Linked DNA regions of Mus musculus: region 1 is linked to region 2. Evidence: chromatin contacts called from public Hi-C data. All regions are on one chromosome and are shown on one strand. The core of a region is the stretch at or near the end of the contact, and the rest is flanking DNA. Distances in the headings are between cores, read along the strand shown.

Evidence for each region. A called contact is a pair of places that touch in the nucleus more often than the background predicts.
Region 1: a contact with region 2 is called in a Hi-C map of uterus, with 6 times the contacts expected there. The contact joins the promoter of Fzd1 here to the promoter of Rbm48 in region 2. A contact is called at or near these places in 3 of 39 promoter capture datasets (cranial neural crest and liver) and 2 of 484 Hi-C or Micro-C datasets (embryonic stem cells and uterus).

What each region holds. Positions count from the first base shown.
Region 1 is chr5:4,756,826-4,759,525 of GRCm38.p6, forward strand. Fzd1 (frizzled class receptor 1) reads right to left here and starts at 1,391. Exons shown (of 1, transcript NM_021457.3): 1 at 1-1,391. The coding sequence starts at 755.
Region 2 is chr5:3,595,241-3,597,940 of GRCm38.p6, forward strand. It overlaps Rbm48 (RNA binding motif protein 48), which reads right to left and starts at 1,307. Exons shown (of 5, transcript NM_172991.4): 1 at 726-1,307; 2 at 15-205. The coding sequence starts at 962. It overlaps Pex1 (peroxisomal biogenesis factor 1), which reads left to right and starts at 826. Exons shown (of 24, transcript NM_001293806.1): 1 at 826-1,277. The coding sequence starts at 1,149.

The sequences.
Region 1 (2,700 bases), core at 141-2,640, 1.2 Mb after region 2:
CCACCGCCGCCGTGCTGCGGATTACTGGTCCAGAACTCTGGTAGCAAGGAGGGAGTTGGGGTGCCTTTGTCGGACGTGTTCTGGCCCACGCACAGCTCTCCTGCGCCGTGCACCGGGAACTTCTCGCACTTGAGTGTGTCTGGCCACTGGAAGCCGAACTTGTTCATGAGCGCCTCGCAGCCCTGGCGTGCGCGCTCGCACAGGGAGCGGCAGGGCGGTAGCGCCTGCTCCAGTACGGTGCACACAGGCGCGTACATGGAGCACAGGAAGAACTTGAGCTCGGCGGAGCACTGCACCTTCACCAGAGGGTAGAACTGGTGCACCTCCAGACCGGCGTCCTCCTGATTCGTGTGGCCCAGCAGGTTGGGCATGATGGTCTGGTTGTACGCGATGTCCGTGCACAGCGGGATGGAGATGGGCTGGCAGTAGCCGTGGTCCGGGATGGAGATGCCCCGTTCGCCGTTGTACTGCTGCCCGCTCTGCTGGGGCTGGGGCGGCGGCGGGGCTTGCTGGCCCGGCCCGGATACCTGGCCCGCCGCCTGCGCTCGGACCCCCAAAAGCAGAGGAGCCTCCAGCAACCAAAGCAGCAGCAGCAGCCCGCTAGCCCAACGCCGGGGATCAGCCCGGGGGCGGCGGTGGCTGGCCGTGTCCTCGTGCCCCACCTCCTCCCGCCGGCCCGGGAGTGCTTCGGCACAAAGTTCCAAGCTCAGCCGGCCGGCGGCCCGGGACTCGCTAGGCGCCGCCTCCTCAGCCATACTTTTTCGGCTCCCTCCTCGGCGCGGATTGACTGGGACGGGCAGCGGCGCGGCGGGTGGTGGCTCCCACTGTGATCCGGGAGAGCTGGTCGCCCGTGCCCTCCGTCGGGGTGCGGCCGCTCTCTGCCCGCTCCCCGGGATTCTGCTCCGCGTCCCGCAGCCGCCGCCGCCGCCGCGGAAACTTGCGGTTCATGAAGCGCGGGCGGCGAGGAGAGCAAGAGTGGTCCAGGCGCGCCGGGGTCGCGTCCCTCTTCCCTGGCCCGCGGCAGGCTGTGGCTCTTGTCAGGCGGCGCCGCGTTAGTGGTCGCAGCCGGGCAGAGGAGCGCCCAACTCTCGGCAGCCTAGCCGCCCTGGGTCCCCCCTGCGCCTCCGCCTCCTCCTTCTCCGCCGCCGCCTGACCATTTGTGTCAATCCCTCAACTCGCAGCCTCTGCTCTCCCTCGCGCGCCCTCCAACGGGTTTCTAGGCGCCCCCCAGTCTGTCTTTCACCGGGAGGGAGGAGCCTTGAAACCGACGCGGAGCTGGCGGCTCAGGGACCGTCGCCCAATCGCAGCACCCGCTTCACAGCGCAAAGGGAGCCCTTTCCCTCCGAGCCCGGACTGGAGCCCGCAGCAGACCGGAGGAGGTGGAGGAAGTAGTGGTGGCGGTGGCAGAGACTCCGCTCCGGCACAAAGAGTAGCTATGAAGCCGGACAGGCTAGGTCGCTTTTGCTTTTGCAGAAGAAAGGGCGAGGACAAGTAAGAGAATGGTCCCATATGCGGCAGGAGATAATGAATAGGAGTCGGCTGGCCGCGGGGATTTAGCTCTGTCTTGCTTTTTATCTGTCTTCATATTTTATAATCCTACCCTCGACTCTCTGGTCACAGACTGCTACTTTGAGTGCTGCGTTCTGATTGCGTGCCCCTGACTTGAGAGTCGGGTTTCCTTTGAATTTAAGTCTGTCGAGGTTTTGTTTAAACTATGACTCCAATAAACCGTGGAGCTCACAGACTGGCCTTGGTGGACTTTGGACGCGCCATTTCCCCCGATCGCTGTCAAATGAAAGCAAAACGCAAAGTTTGGTGGGATGTAAATTGTAAACCCAGATGCTCCTGTGAGTAGTATGCGTCGTGTAGTCAAACTTTCCCCCTTCTCTTTAATGGTATCAGAAACAGAAGTAAAGGAAAACAGAAGCTATTCATTAAATGCTGGAGGAAAACCGGCTTGAGAACCAACGCATTGGGTGCTCCAGCGTGAGACACGGGAGCCATACATCCAGACAGGAGGATCAATCTGGGACCATTTGAGGGCCGCTTCTAAACACTGGGGACCCTGCAGGGTCTGTTGGGAACTTCTGAGGCCTGGGTCATTTAAGTTCCTCCTCAGTGGAAGTAGTCAAAGCTGAAGCTATTAGTTTGAAGGACAAAACACATGACCAAAGTGAGTCTGAAAGACCAAGCACAGTCAGTCAGTCGACTCAAACCAGGATAATCAACCTCAGCAGACACACATGCTTGTTCTTGCAAGTTTATTTTCAAGAACTTGTGTGAGTCGGATTTATCAATAAAGTGCTATTATGTTTTATTAATTCTATCAAGAGTCCCCCCCCCCTTCGATTAGACTTATCTCACGAGACTGTTCCCGAATTATTTTCTATCTTCTTTTATACAGATTCACTTTTCATTAGATATTATCTCACGAGACTGTTCCCGAATTATTTTCTATCTTCTTTTATACAGATTCACTTTTCATTAGATATTTACCAAGCATCCATGATACAGTGAGCACTGTCTCAGGAGGTAGGGAGCACAGAGGAAGCCCTGGCACATATTTAAAGGAGGGCATAGTACAGTGGGCACAGGAACGTCACCAGTGATGGCAGTGCCCACCCATTCTCAAAAGGGACGCAAGGGAAGTAAATGACCTGCTAACACGGGAGATGAGGAATGGGAGGGGTCATCGGAGAA
Region 2 (2,700 bases), core at 57-2,556:
TAACTTGTACATACCTTGCACTCTGTAATTTCACAAATTTAATGAGATAAACTTCTGTAAAATCTTCCGCTGGGTATTCATCTAGAGCGTTATACTGTTCAATCGCACCATACAGAGCAAAACGCTCAACTAATTCCTTCATGGCTCCCACTGCAGGAACTCCTTGTATTAGTAAGTACTGAGACTCCAAATTGATTGTATATACCTAAAGTCAAAGGAGACCTCGTTAAATGTACTCTTCAAACAAGCCTATGGCAAATCGGTCCTCCCACCCCCTTTTAAATGGAGCTTTGAAAACAAGAAACAATCCGGTCTGCAAAACATACACACTAAACTGTCACTCTTCTGCCTAAAGACTACCACACTCCACATAAGGGTATCTGACTAAACCACTTAACAGACGTCTTTTCCAAAAGCTGACTCCAGAGAGGTTAATGTAAACAGCCACTGAACACTCACTCACCCTGGGCTTGCCCTGTGAGAAGCGCTATTGTAAACACATAGGATACAAAGCTAAAAATAGTGGGTTGGAGGTTTGGTAAGCAGCTAACCGAGGGTAGTGATAACCTTTGGTACCGGGGCCCGGGTTCTTCGTGCCCCCTCCACTTAGAGATGGATCTCACAACATCCCTGCCATGCCTTTATGGAGGCAGGCCTTGGGGAGCTAGTGCTCACAGGAATTTAGTGTCCCTGCCGAGGGGAGAGAAGAATCCGAGTCACTCTACCTTGACCGCGCGAGGGCGTCGGCCCTCCCGGTATTTGGCCCGCGAGTCACACACAGCCGTCTGGACGTGGTGATCGAATACGCCACCAGGTTTCCCGTCACTGGATGCCATCTTGCCGGCTCTAGTCCCCCGCGCCAGAACAACATCCGCCAGCCGCGCTCCTCTGAGTCCAATAAGAGAGCAGGATGGACCAGGCGTGCTAGGATTGGCTGAAGGATCGACCCCATCGACGATCATCTCCTGAGAGCGAGAATTCGACGAGCGACGTGCCGCCCCCTAGAGCTTCGGAGGTGGCCCGAGGGTGACAGCGGCCGGGCGTGGGAAGAGGGGGGCGGGCCTGATCGATGTTCTCGGGTTCCGACGCTCTCACCTGACGAGAAGCCGGTGGACTCCGCTCTCCGGTGAGAGTTGAACCTTGGGACAATGTGGAGCAGCGATCGCTTAGCGGGTGCGGGGTCTGGTGGGGCGGTCGTGACGGTGGCCTTCACGAATGCTCGGGACTGCTTCCTGCATCTGCCGCGGCGCCTCGTGGCCCAGCTTCACCTGCTGCAGGTAACGCGCTGGCGGGACGCGGACACCACTGACGTCTCGTGGGACTAGGGTCAGCTGACACCTTTTCCTGCAGGGACATCGTCTGCCACCGACCCCGAGCTGAGGCGTGAGCGAGGGCCCCCTGCGGGCATGGCGTGGAGTGGCAGCGTGTGCATCCACACCACGGCTAGTGTATCCTCAGACCCTACCGTGGAATTCCTAGTGCACCCCTTTAACTCGGTTAAAGCAAGCTGAGCATGCAAGGGTTCTGCCCCAGCAGTCAGAAGCGGCCCTCACTCAAGGATGGAAAGTTCTAGAGAGCTCTTACAGGTTTGCTTACAGGTTGCTAAAGCATTATCCTGCCAACGAGTTGCCGGTGCAGCGATAGAGGTGTTGAGTGGCAGACTTGGTTTGTAGATTACCAAGGTTTCCAACCTGTGCGAAAGGTTAATAAAAGGATAGATAGCTCTCCCTGCTCCGGAGGACTTCGAACATAGCAAGAATATGTGCGGCGAGGGAGGTGGGGCGGGGTGACAAGGTGATGGAATTATTCACACCCCACACTTTCACCTCGGTAGCTAGGATTACTTGGACCTCAGCGAGCTGTCTGGATTCTGTCATTATGGTGTTTCAAGGCTATTAACCATCGGTGGAAATACAGCATCCATATTTTCCTAAGAGTGAGCAGAAATAGACTCTCTTAGTTTGAGTGTATTCATGGGGTTAGAGTATTTGAAATCTAAAATCCTAGATGCATGGTACCTGAACACTGGGTCATAAAAAAAATATACAAGAGTTTGAAATGACTTCAAGTATTCTACCTTTATTTCCTCTTTGCTACATTTATCTTGCTTTTACAGTCCACCTATCAGAACACACCAATTTCATCAGAACCATTCTTACTGTTAGTTTATCTCCACCAAATATTCTCTAACTCTCTGGTTTGCTTTCTGGTGACTGAAAGGAATCATTCACTGTTACCAAATCCCAGCTTGGATCATTATTCCCTGTCATTTCTGATGGGGATTTTTCAGTGTATTTTCAAATCTCAAATTAAGCTTACCACCCCATGAGTTTAGAAAAATGCTTCCTTATGGTCGCTAAGAATTTGAACCTGACATGTTGTTGCTTCCTTGGATTCATCACTGTTTAGGAATTACATAGTCTTGGTCTTTATTATTATTTTTATTATTATTTGAGAAGTGAAGAAGTAAAATACTAAGCATTTGGATTAAGTCTTGCATGCTTATATCTAATCTTTATTGTTTATAGAAAGGTGGAGCTAGATACACATGAGGTTTCCTGTCCTGGTTTTTTGTTTTGTTTTGTTTTGTTTTGTTTGTTTTTTTCGAGACAGGGTTTTTCTGTGTAGCCCTGTCTGTCCTGGAACTCACTTTGTAGACCAGGCTGGCCTCGAACTCAGAAATCCGCCTGCCTCTGCCTC